Linked DNA regions of Mus musculus: region 2 is linked to region 1. A link is a contact called in public HiChIP or PLAC-seq data. All regions are on one chromosome and are shown on one strand. Each heading gives the region's core, a stretch centred on a gene start, on an enhancer-like site or on the middle of the called end of the contact. The rest is flanking DNA. Distances are from core to core; before and after follow the strand shown. Region 1 has its middle 19 kb from the start of Fam117b. Region 2 overlaps Nbeal1 (neurobeachin like 1).

The links. HiChIP or PLAC-seq counts read pairs in DNA pulled down with a chosen protein or histone mark.
Region 2: an H3K27ac HiChIP or PLAC-seq map of T-cell acute lymphoblastic leukemia shows a contact between it and region 1, with 4 times the contacts expected there. The contact joins two enhancer-like sites. A contact is called at or near these places in 1 of 115 datasets of contacts at active chromatin or transcription factors (T-cell acute lymphoblastic leukemia) and 2 of 9 other capture datasets (liver and pancreatic islet).

What each region holds. Positions count from the first base shown.
Region 1 is chr1:59,891,073-59,897,672 of GRCm38.p6, reverse strand. No RefSeq gene overlaps it. Among named protein-coding and RNA genes, the nearest start is that of Fam117b, 19 kb to the left of the region's middle. Within about 2 kb of position 2,027, at least 77 of the 459 cell types and tissues checked have an H3K27ac peak or open chromatin away from gene starts, as enhancers often do. A contact at or near this core is called in T-cell acute lymphoblastic leukemia, where this site is marked.
Region 2 is chr1:60,234,008-60,240,955 of GRCm38.p6, reverse strand. Nbeal1 (neurobeachin like 1) reads right to left here. Exons shown (of 55, transcript NM_173444.2): 12 at 6,061-6,159; 13 at 5,395-5,975; 14 at 4,453-4,585; 15 at 3,740-3,859; 16 at 2,081-2,384. Among named protein-coding and RNA genes, the nearest start is that of Nbeal1, 57 kb to the right of the region's middle. Within about 2 kb of position 4,480, at least 18 of the 459 cell types and tissues checked have an H3K27ac peak or open chromatin away from gene starts, as enhancers often do. A contact at or near this core is called in T-cell acute lymphoblastic leukemia, where this site is marked.

The sequences.
Region 1 (6,600 bases), core at 778-3,277:
CAGTAATAAAAGTCTGCTGCCAGGACTTCAGCCTCTAAAGCCCAGGATGATGCTAGCAGTTCCGTTGGTAGTTAACCTTTATTGAACTCTTGGCTGAGTACCACCCACACCACCCACACTCCCCACATCGTCCCATATCTTCCCATCACAGAAACCCTATTCAGTTGCTGCTTTTACCATTTTTTATGGATGAGAAAAAGGGAAAGTCAATTTTTAACTGGATTGTCCTGAGTGTATAGAAAACACCAGAAATTGTCAGAAACACCTGGTTCTAGAGATCATTCTCTCAACTTCTGTTTTCCACTCTTGCCCTTTTGATGTCAGCAGGGGAGCTTGGCACAGTAACTAAGTGACTTGGAGCTGCGGAGCCTGGGTTCAATGCCATTGTCTTGCTTACTACATAATCTGGAGCCAGTCACACAGCTTCTCCCAGGGTTCCACTGAGGTCTAGCTCTTTAATTCATGGGACAAGCTTAAGCTTGTCACATAGTAAGCACTCGTGTATGTTGGCTTCTCTGGCTCTGGGCCTCATGAAGCCTTGCTCACTGGTCCATCTCTGCACCATCTCCACAGCTGCAGTTCTAACCTGGGCTCTGCTACTGATCTTCCCTTGGGAGTTTCCATACAGCAGGCAGGTGGCATACCCACAGATAAACTCATATGTCCTCCAAGCTCAGGAACCCCCTACACACACACACACACACACACACACACACACACACTCTCACCCATCATGACTACATGCCTTAGCATGCTGCTCAGGTGTGCCTTATAGATTTCATGGGGTAGCTTCATTGTTTCTTTCTATTCATGACTCTTTTCATATTTAATTTACCGTGTACTCTTTAGTGTCTGCCATTTGTCTTTCTAGACTATGGCACAACAGGGCTTTCTTTAATCATTTCAACTTTTAAAAATGCCTTTAATGGGTGGTGGTGGCCCACCCCTTTAATCCCAGCAGAGACAGAGAGATATCTGAGTTTAAGACCAGCCCAGTCTACAAAGCAAGTTCCAGGGCAGCCAGGGCTATATAGAGAAACCTTGCCTCACACAAAACTAACAAACAAAAGAATGGTAATAATAATAATAAAATAATAATAAATGTCCTTGGTTCCTTACATTTATATATTCAAATAAATCTGCAGGAGCTATTCTTGCAACACATCCTCTTTGATGGACTCCACCCAAGATCTGATCATGCCACTTAGCACCTGCACACATCTGCAAAGTCTCTTTATTTCCTTATTGTGTGTGTGTTTGTATGTTATTTAGTATCTCTCTGTGTTCTCTCTAGACCTTAGTCTTTTCGTACTCAAGGTCAGAGATCCTGACTTCTCTTCCTCTTCTACCTTATCTTCATGCTTAAAACAAGTGCTTCACAGTGCTGATGAGTGACTGATAGTGTGAGCAGCCTATGGAGAATCAGAAAGCCTGTTTTGGGTAAAGTAATCCAAGGCTGTGTCCATTGAGTGGTTTGAATATGCCTGGCCCAGGGAGTGGCACTATTAGGAGGTACCTTGTTGGAGTAGGTTTGGCCTTGTTGGAGGAAGTATGTCACTGTGGGCATGGGCAATGAGACCATCCTCCTAACCAGGAAGAAGCCAGTCTTTTAGCTGCCCTTGGAACAAGAGGTAGAACTCTCAGCTCCTCCAACATCATGCCTGCCTAGATGCTGCCATGCTTCCTGCCATAATCATAATAGAGTGAACCTCTGAACCTTGGAAACTAGCCCCAATTAAATGTTGTCCTTTATAAGAGTTGCTGTGGTCATGGTGTCTGTTTACAGCAGTAAAACCCTAACTAAGACAATCCATGTTCCTTTAAGTTCAGGTCACAGGTAATTCTACAGCCTGCAGCTTTGCACATAAGGGCAATTTTCAAAACCAGGCAGGTTTTGTCTCTGCCTCTGCCAAACAGGGCATCCTTTCAGGGGGAGCCAGAAAGCTGATCTCTTGACTCTCCTCCACTCCTGGGTGTGTAGGCATGAAGAATGGGAAGTGGCAAAGGGCAAGCTGCCAAGAGACGTCTAGAGGACTCTGCAGAGACAGTGCAAATTTAGTAACCCCACTGAGCAGAGATTCGAGAGGTCTTAAGTGACTCGTGGCCTGTGCCTGAGCTGAGTTAGCACCTGGCAGCTTTCCCTTTCCCGGGCATCTCCCCTTCCTGAGCTCAGGATCCTGTGACCCTTCTCCCAATTCTATGAGAAGCAAAGGAAGATCAGACCTGGGTGGATGGTATGAGGGAGGTGGCCTGGGATCTTCAAAAGAACACCTGAAAAGGGGCCCGAAGGAGCTGAGTCACACCACCTTGGGCCATTCTGCAGTTCCTTTTGGGTAGCATGACAAATGGAAAACAATAATTAACCATTGTGCAAATTACTTCTTGGGTATATGGCAGATGGAAAACAACCATTGAAACCATTGAAATGAGAGCCAAATCATTCCACTTATATCAAACAACAGAAAGGGACATCACACAAATACCAAAAGGATGAATTAATTCTGCAGGGCAGGAGGGTGTCACTTTGACTTTAAAAGGGTAAAATTTTATATCCTTTCCAGTTCTCAGGGTGCAATCATAGGATTTCAGAGGCAAAGCCATTTTGGAGTTCACATAGAGCAAGTACTGTATTTTACAAGAAGGCCAGTGAGCTAGCAGCTCACTCAGTGCGAGAGATGCTCACCAGCAAGTCCGAGGCCCTGTGTTTGGGCCCTGGGACCCACACAACAGAAAAGGAGGCCCTGAAATGTCAGTGTGTCTACTGAGCAGAAAAGGGCCTTTAACCTGGGTTAGGGGTCTCACCCAGCTCAACCAGGGTTAGAGGTCACAGGCAAAGTGCCCTAGTTCAATGCCCAGTAAATAAAATAAAACAAATATTAGAGGATGTGTGTGCCCAAGCAAGGTACTCAGAAGGAGGGAACCATCAGAGGGAGAGGAAAAGAACATAGTAGAATAGAAATTGGAAACTGCCTTCTTAAGGCCTTGGGGCATTTAAAGCAGATGAGACATTATCGGGTCATGGATTCTTCCATCTGTTTGAAAAACTATTTAACAAATGTGAGCCTTGGTTTCTCCATTGCCAAAAGGAAGCTACTGTAGACTCAATAACTGCTCATGTCTTTTTCATCCCTAATCAATGAGGACAATATTAGAGTCACATTCAAGCCTTACAACCTGAAGAGAATTGAACCCCAAATTAGTAACAGGTGTATATTAACTGATCCACAAGGAGGTAGCTGGTTATGAAGTCATTCAAACCAATATCAATTAGCTGCCTGCACTCCGCCAAACCCAGGGTTCTAAAGACAAAAAGAAAGATGTGGCTCAAGTGCTGTAGGCGCTGTCAGCTGAGAGACCTCTGAGAGGTTTTCTGTAACCAAGATAATGCCTTATCTCAGTGTTTTGCAGGTCTGACCAAAGAGCAAGTGAAAGCCATCTGTTCAAAAGGGTTTTGCTAAGACAAGCTTAGGTGGCAACACCCTGGTTTCAATACCCTTACTTCCCAACCGTAAGTAGTGGGCTGAGGGGCCATTCTAGAAGCTTGCCTGACAGCATTCCAACTTCATGCTTCCTGGTAAAGGTCAGACGAGGCAAGGTCCATGTAATCAAGAGGATATTCTTATTTGTTACCTCAAGTTTGGCCTTGGATCGGAGCAAACTGCTAGGACCCTGGAATTCGTGAACGTTTTTCTGCTGTAAAAAGCAAAGACCTCCATGGAAGTGTCAGTCTGGGACACTGAAGGCACAAGGCTGGCCTGTGGGTCATAATGATTTGCTATGTACAGAGGATGGGAAAGAGACGTCGGACAAAGTACTAGTATGGGAAAACCTTTAATCTGAACATGAGTTCTGAAAGGATCTTTTAGTATCTCACATTCACAGCCCCCTCTGTGTCATTAACAAACACTCAAAAACTTTCCTTCATCCCCACCCCACCCCCACTCAGCGCAGTGATCCTTCATTACCTCTGGTCTTGCTCATCCTGTCTTCCAAACAACTACATTTCTCAAATATTACCCACAGCCTACTGACCAGGTTTTGCTAGCCTGAGATCTCTGTAACTGTTTTATAGTCATCATTGCTACCTTATTCTTTGCAAGGCTGGAAGCTGAGCTCAGGCTCTGGAAGATGCTCTGTGAGACATATCCAGCCTGGACCCCTTTATTTTCAGACAGGGTCTTGCTCTATAGCTCTGGCTCCCCTAGAACTTGACCAAGTTTGCCTTGAACTCAAAGAGATCCACCTTTGTCTGTTTCCTGACTGCTGGGATCAGAAGTGTGCATCTAGCAGCACGATGCTCTGTCCACCTACTGCTGTGGGCTGGTGAGAAGATACTGTTAGTGAAAGTGCTTGCCTCCAAACCTGATGAGCTGAGCTGGGTCTGGCACCCACCTGGTGGAAGGAGAGAACTACCTTCTGTAAGCTGTTGTTCTAATTAGCTTCTCCACTGCTGTGATAAAACACTGATTAACTTGGGGGGAAGGGTTGCTCTGGCTCACACGTTACAAATGAGCGGATATCCATGCAGAGATATACATACATAATAAAATCATAAAAATACACCTTTAAAAAAAATCCATAAAGGGGCTGGTGAGATGGCTTAACGGGTAAGAACACTAACTGCTTTTCTGAAGGTCCTGAGCTCAAATCCCAGAAACAACATGGTGGCTCACAAGCACGTGTAATGAGATCTGACGCCCTCTTCTGGTATGTCTGAAGACAGCTACAGTGTACTTAATTATAATAATAAATAAACCTGTGGACCAGAGTGAGCAGGGACTGAGCGAGAGGGGCAACCTGAGCGAGCAGGGTTGACCGGAGCAAGCAGAGATCTTAAATTCAATTTCCAACAACCACATGAAGGCTCACAACTATCTGTACAGCTACAGTGTTTGTGTGTGTGTGTGTATTAAATCTTTTTAAAAATCCATAAAGGAAGGTCTGGTGGTCTGAATGAAAATGGCTTCCATAGACTCATAAGGAGTAGCATTATTGGTGGTACGGCCTTATTGGAGTAGGTGTGGCCTTGTTGGAGGAAGTGTGTCACTGGGGGTGGGCTCGGAGGTGTCAGAAGTTCAAGCCAGCCCTAGCGGCTCTCTCTCTTTTCCTGCTGCCTTCAGAATGTAGAGCTCTTCAGCTCCTTCTCCAGCACCATGTCTGCCTGCATGATGCCATGCTTCATGCCAGGGCAACCTCTGAGCTGTAAGCCAGCCCCAACTAAATGTTTTCCTTGATAATGGCTGCCATGGTCATGTGTCTCTTCATAGTAAAAGACACTTCTAAGACAGAAGGTCTAGGGATGCAGTCCAGTTGTAAAGTGCTTGCCTGGCATGCATGAAGCCCAAATATCCTCTTTGAGCCCCAGAACCAAGTTGTGCTGAGAGTTTGGACTCCTAACTGTGAGGGAAAAATGTCTGTTGTTTAAACCCTATAGCCCACGGTGCTTTAATATGGTGGCCTAGTTAACTAGCATTGTAGAGGCTCTTTCTAGTGTTTTTCCAATTGGAGAACCTTTGTATTTGACTCTCTGAGCACACATCCAATTTATTTATTTGTTTATCTTTGGAATGCAGGTCTATACAAGGCTGACTGGGTCAAAGGTGAGCAGTTTAGTCTTCTCATGCGTTTGGTCAAACTGTTCAGGCCCAAAGGTGTGGATTCCAGAAACGCCAAAACCACTAGCCTTTTCGGTAGCAGTTTCTTTCTTTTTTTTGGGGGGGGGGGTGAGACAGGGTTTCTCTGTATAGCCCTGACTGTCCTGGAACTCACTTTGTAGACCAGGCTGGCCTTGAACTCAGAAATTCGCCTGCCTCTGCCTCCCGAGTGCTGGGACTAAAGGTGTGCACCACCATGCCCAGCTAGCAGTTTCTTTTGAACATGTGTTTTCCATTAATAATACATGCTGCTTTTAAATAACAAATATACTCATCTTTGAGAGGGGAAAATGACCCCCACATAATAAAACCCTTTCATATTTGACCAAATATAATGAAGCGGTTGTGGAGTTTCAGTTTTCCAAAATGAAACAGAAGAAAACAAATGGAGATGTGGTACCGATGGCTGAATAGTGCTATGAATGTATTTACTACCACTGGTCTGCAGCTCGAAGGGTTAATGTCAAGCTAGGGATATAGCTCGGTGGTAAGGTGCTGAGCTGAATACACAACTCCATGGGTTCAATACCCTCACTGGAAAAAAAATTCTAATTAAAATATAAGCCAGGCATGATTAAGCTCGTGCCTAGAGTTACTGCTACTCAGGAGTCTGAGGTACAAAGATCACTGTGGTCAGTCAGCCCTGGCGATAGAGGCCAGCCAGGGCTAGCTACACTGCAAGACCCCCATCTCAAAAGAAATAAACAGGACTAGGAATGTGACTCACATGGTAGAGTGCTTGTCTGATGTGAGCAGGCCCCTGGTTCAGCTCCTACAACTGCACAGAACCAGGGATTCCTGCACTTCCAGCAGTTGGGAGGGCAGAGACAGAAGGGTGAGAAGTTCAAGGTTATTCTAGGCACAAAGTGAGGTAGTGATTAGTCTAGGCTCCATGCAACCCTGTCTCAAACAAACAAGAACTGAACAGACTCCAAAGATACAGAGA
Region 2 (6,948 bases), core at 3,231-5,730, 340 kb before region 1:
TAGGTGGTACTGGTGCAATCTTTACTCCCAGCACTTGGGAGGCAGAGGCAGGTAGATCTCTATTAGTTCCAGGCCAGCCTGGTCTACAGAGCAAGATCTAGGAAAGCCAGGGCTACACAGAGAAATCCTGTCTCCAAAAACAAACAAATTATAGAGAATTTATAATCATAAATTCAAGAAACCACACAGAGGTAAAGAACAATAATTTATAATAATGATATAATTATCATTTAAGAGTAAAATTGTAAGTAGAACTATTAGAATAAACTGTATACTATATAGCCACAAATGCTGCACTAAATGACTCATTTCTAACCACACACTTACTTGGCTTGGAAACCACACATTTGAATACTCAGTGAGTGTCAAAGAAATGATAATGTTCTAATTTAAACTCTGAAAAATCCAGATAGTTCTATTCATCTCAAAACTCCTATGCAGTCTGAACAGGGTGTCTTTATGAAAAACAGGCTCTCTGCAAAATTAATGTCCATGACTCTTAAATTTTTTAATTCAGAATATTCTGATAAAATACAGCTATAAAACAGAAATGTTAGGACTAATAGTAACTAATATATTATATTCAAAATCACAGTCAAAAGAAAATAACAAAACAAGAACATTTACAATACTATACCTATCTGTACTGCCTTCAAAATTTTTTTAGGTATATTAATAAATAAATCATAAGACTGACAAATTCTAGGGAAAGACTCAGAATTTTTGAATTACATAATTTCTTATGTAGGTAGGTTTATATGTGATTTCATCAACTCATTAGCATCTTTCTAAAGTACTTAAAGTGTTATGGAAGTGACTGACCTAAAGTTACACTAAAAATATACTTTCCAATGTGACTATTATAATTATAGTCTTTAAACAAAAAATTAAAAATAAATTATGTCTTAAGAATGGATCCTAATCAGACAGAGCCCCTCATAAGAAAAGGAAGAAACACTAAAAAGAGGTCTGTTCTTTTTCTCTATATGCGCAGTGAGAAAAAGTATGAAAGTTCATACTGAGCTTACAGTAAAAAAGGGGCTGCCTAAAGCAAAGAGAAGCCTCACTAGAAAATGATATTTATATTACCTTAATCTTGAACTTTTACCCTCCAGAAATGTTAAGAAAATAAACTTTGGGGCTGCTGAGATGGCTCAGTGGGTAAGAGCACCCGACTGCTCTTCCGAAGGTCCGGAGTTCAAATCCCAGGAACCACATGGTGGCTCACAACCATCTGTAACAAGATCTGACGCCCTCTTCTGGAGTGTCTGAAGACAGCTACAGTGTACTTACATATAATAAATAAATAAATCTTTTAAAAAAAAAAAAGAAAATAAACTTTGGTGATTAAAGACAGAGTCTAGAAGTTGATTATGGCAATCCTGGGAGACTAACACAGGCAGTAGTTTTGATACTTAAGAAATTTAAATATCAATACTTAAGAGATGGCTCAGCAATTAAGAGCACTGACTGTTCTTCCAGAAGTCCTGAGTTCAATTCCCAGAAACCATATAGAGGCTCATAACCCCCTGTAATGGGATCTGATGCCCTCTTGTGGTGTGTCTGAAGAGAGCGACAGTATATGCATATACGTTAAATATAAAACTTTTTTAAAAATTTAATGATCACTCAAAATGGGCCTGGAGAGATGGCCCAGTGGTTAAGAATGTGTATAGTACTCTTTGCAGATGATCTGGGTTCAGTTCCCAGCACCCAGATGAAACAGCTCTGAACTGTATGGGACCAGATACCCCCTCACCTGTCTATGTGTATACACATGGTGCTCATGAACTTACAAAGGTATACACAGCACACCCTTGTTTTAGGCATTCCTACAAAAAAAGTATATTATAAAACAGGCTTTTCTTTTCAGTTCCAATTAAAACAATCACAGGTCTGTAATATAGTTCAGTACTTAGATTACTTCCTTTATATGTGGTAGATTCCCAAAATGTGAGTGAATGAATGAATGAATGAATGAACAAAACACATTCTTCAAATCAAGTAACTCTTTAGGAAACATTCAGGTAAAAACGCGAAGAAAAAGACAATGCTAAATACTGTGGCTGTGCATGCTCACCTGCTAAATACAAAGCCTTGACCTGAGGAGGCTGCAGAGCTTCATGGAATATAATCACAGATCCTAGCTGGCCCTCCAGAGACGTGGGACAACCCCATTCACTATCTTGGGTTCCAGCTGAAATTAATTTGGTAAACAATTTCGATTTTTCAATTGTTCCTCCCCAGGAGGCTGATGACAATATTCCACCAAATGATGTCCGGTGAGGGGTAATGGGAGTAGAAAATGGTGGATCTGGGATTTGAGATGGTGGAGGAGTAGTGGTTCTTTGCCCAGCTGAACCAATACAACAGGAAGTAAATGGCTAAAGATTAAACAAAATGACAAAAAGAACTTAAAATCACACAATTTTAAAATAATTCTCTTCACATTTAAAAGTAAACAGCACAAATCTGGGCTAGGTGACACACAGGTAATAGTTCCAGGACTGGGGAGGGTCATGGCAAAACCGGCATGAGCTGCATCGTGAGGGCCTATCTCAAACACCACAAAGCAACAATGAAATTAAACACTATGGAGCTGTACATGTAGCTCCATGGTGAAATACTTGTCTAAGATGTGTGAAGCTTGGGTTTGATATCCAGCAATGTGAAAATAAATAAATGAACTTTAAAATAAAGTGAAAATAAGATGAAATAGTATATATAAAACTATGCAAATAAGCACATTAAAATAAAAGTGAAGCTAATTTTTCAACTAGATCATGACATATTTAGGCAAGTATATACCTAAGGCATGACTGTCAAAGTTACTTTTAGCAAAAGAATATATACATTACTTTTAAGAATATATACATATACTTTTAGTCATAAAAGAATATGTCTTTTTCGAATGAGTCCTTTTTTTTAATTGGTGAGGATTATTTTTTAAAAGTTAAAAGAGGTTTACTGTTATCTAAAATAGAGGTAATTACTTTCCCACACAAAATTTATCATTAGTATTATGTAACAGAATAATGTTAATTAAAGGCTACTTAAGAGATGAAGCAAGAAACTATCAGGTAAATCTTATTGACAAACACCCTAATTTGTCCTACTAGTCTTAGAAAAGACTGTCTTAAATTGGCCAGTCTCAAAATGCCTTCTTTACCTATGTGGAGAATAAAGCTTGAGATAACTTCATCACCAGTTCAAATTTAACAGATAGCAAAGTCTATTGTAGAATTTTCTTTTTTTGTTTTTTTTGTTTTTTTGTTTTTTCGAGACAGGGTTTCTCTGTGTAGCCCTGGCTGTCCTGGAAGTCACTTTGTAGACCAGGCTGGCCTGGAACTCAGAAATCCACCTGCCTCTGCCTCCAGAGTGCTGGGATTAAAGGCGTGCGCCACCACGCCCAGCAGTATTGTAGAATTTTCTTAACCATTTTATATACTTTAAAGAAGTCTGGGCGTTTTGTTTTGTATTTTATGATACTTTGGTCTTTGGCTTTGCTGAACCTACTTCTCCAAACCTTTCATTATATGTTTCTTTCTTGAATTGTTTTTTTTCCACATAACATCTGAAATTATCTAATGGCAGACTAAGAGAAATGAATACCAATTTTCTGTATCTTAACATACAACACAATTCAAAATATTAGGCAAAAAATGGAATATATTTCATAAATATTTTCGGGATTTTTTTCAGTCAATAGGCCTATAAAGAGTAAGGTACATGTACTCACCTCATTCATGGCAGGAAATCTGAGAGGGGCAGAAACCTTTTGTTGTCCATTGTCATAGATATAGACAAGACTCTGGCCAAAGGGCCTTTTTCCAGGCATGTGAACGATGGTTATGTTATGCTGACAATGAAAAGCATACATTAAAAGGACTAAAATCACACTGTGCCTTTGCAATGACATATGCTTAAAGAATATTACTTCATAACTTATATAAACAAAATATTAAGGACAGCTAAAAAACTGATTCAATGACATTCCCAAAACAAGTAACAATTTTAAGTACTACAAAAAAAAAACCAAGCCATTGCCAAAAGACTCACAAATATTATAGTCTTGTCTGCACTTTATAATGCTTTAAATATTCTTAAAATTATCTTTTTCAATGAGAAGCATTTTATGATTTTTAGATAAGCAACAGAGATAACTGGTTTAACAATCTCACTTTTCATTTTGAATTGAAATTCAAAAACCAGCCTAGGAAATCTTCAAAGATTCACAATATAAGTTTCAGCAAAAAATATTATTGTTACTTTAATGACAATGGTAAATACACTAACATCTTTATAGAGAGAACTTCACAACTTTCACAATTTTCATGTGGAAATGAAAACTGGCAAAGCTGATCAAAGTTCCTCATAAAGAGACATCCAACTGTTATACATCTTAAAGACAAAACAGAGCCGAGAGTCTGAGGTGGCATCCTCAAGTCTCACCCAGAGAGAATCACAGAAGCTGTGGTCAGGAAGCATAACTGTCGCGTACTCTCTCTTTGTGCACACTGCCACAACCAGCACACCTGAGTGGGTAATGAAAGCTTCAAAACCCATTCCACTTCCTGTAAAAAAGCTAACAAAATACATGTTCTCAGAACCTCCGAGATCAACTTGAAGCCCATCATTATTAACCATAAAGCAATCACAAATATCATTATCAACAATGTTGCTACTTAATTCAGCAGCCCAACCTTGTCATTTTTAAATCCATTTTGGGCATAAAGGTTAATAAATTATAAAAGGTAATACTGTAAATGGGATTCACTATCAAGCTAAAGCAGTGGTCCCCAACCTTGCTAATGCAGCAACCCTTTAATACAGTTCCTCATGTCTTGCTGACCCCCACCTATAAAATTATTTTTGCTGCTACTTTACAACTGTAATTTTGCTACTTCTGAATCATAACGTGAAAATCCATGTTTTCTGATGGTCTTAGGAACCTGTGAATTGGTCAAATAGATTTCCCTAAAGGGGTTGCAAACCACAGGTTGAGAACCACTGAACTAGAGCAAAACTAAATTTTCAAATATTTAAATTCTTCTGAACATTCAGAAAGTGTACATAAAAGTTTTTAAGACCATAAAGCATGTTAAAATCTATAACTCCTTCAATGGGGCAGAGTTTACTACTCCTTTCTTCTCCACTTTTATACTACTTCTATTTTTTTCCTACAGGCACTCAGTATATAGTCAGAAAAATATCTAAAATACAGAATATTTTGAAAGCAATGAAGCACCTCTAAACTATACAGCCACAAAATGAAAAATTTTCACATCAACTGTTATAAATTTTAAAACCTAGATGCTTACTTTTTCCTATTCATGAATCATAGCATATACTACATGACAATATTCATCTGTATTCCACAACTTATACCATTACCTATATAATTGTTTTCTTTTTCCTCCTTTGTTGGCACTCCCAAGGGTCAACGGATCCTGATCTAAGCAAAACCAAGCAGTGAAGGAAAATGCAGACCCAGGCCATCTCTGAATAGCAGGCACAGAAATTCCGGCCATGCTATGTGACAAATTAAAATACTGCAGTGCACTCTCAAAACTGAGTTTCCGTGCCATTGTCAGGACTGCACGAGTCACAGGAATGGTATATGGGTGAATACACTCTGATTCATCTACTCTCAGCAGTCGCAGAAGCCGACGGATTTCTTCTGAGCTCACAGACTGACTCCCCAATGAACCATGGATTGCAATCAAGTTCTCAGCACAAGTTCGATGTAGGGAAGAATGGGATTCAAGGGCTTCAATGATTTTTATTCCCATGTTTGCATTCACACAGGTAGTTCTGCTCTGCTTATTAATGCAACAAATTTTTTTCAGCCAATCAGAGACAAAGATTTGCAGGTCATGAGATTCTAGCTCCGGAAGCCACTGGATAAGAACCAAGAGAGGTTGGACATTACTAATGCCCAAAATGCCAACTGAAGTGTGATCACCCTCAACAGCCTGAAAAGTAACACAGAGGAGACGGTAGTTATTATTCCTAAAGTGGAGAGAGTAGAACTTCTCATCAGAAAGGTTAAAAACTCACCATGTTCATAAGTTCTTTAAGCAATTCTTGTGGTGGCTGGCCCAAAGATTTTAATACCTCAAACATGTGCATATAGCCAATTCTTTCTTTAAATACTTCCTAGAGAGTAAAACAATATATTAAAGCACATTTTCAATGACTAAATTTGTTGAAATATTAAATGTTGAATACTTATTTAAACTAACATAAGATACATAAATTATGAAATGAGTTTTGTTCTCTTTATTATCTATGTCTATCTATATTCATCCTTCTCTCTCTTTTGTAACAGGGGCTTTCTATGCTATCTATGCTATCTAAGCTGACCTTAAAATTGTAAACCTTCTATCTGTCTCATGTATCTCAGGAACTGGGATAATAGACATGCCCTTGAACCTGAAAATGTCCATCTTAAAACAGATTCTATGTTCTTCTATAATAATAATAATAATAATAATGATACAAAAGTCCATCAAAGAAAGTGAAATTAGAAACAACTGGTTTATAGAACTGTTTTCTTCAGACTAAGCTATATGACACTTCCTTTACCTTCATCTTCTCTGTCTGTCTGTCATCCTGTCCTGTTCTACCCTCTCCTCCCCAGCACCTATAAGACAGGGTCTATTATTACATAGAAGTATGACTCAAATAAAAAAAAAAAAAAGAAGCTAGATTAAATTTCTGATTCCTGTGGTGGCCTAGAACTGGAGAGTTAAATAAAGAAGGTTTGAGTGTTCAGGGCCACCCTGAGCTATATTCTGAGACCCAAGTTAAACAACAAGAACTAGGGGCATAGCTCAATGGCTCTACATTAGGTTTACAACAATGCTCACACCAGTCAGAATGGCTAAGATAAAAAATTAAGGTGACAGCTGGCGAGGATGTGGTGAAAGAGGAACACTCCTCCAT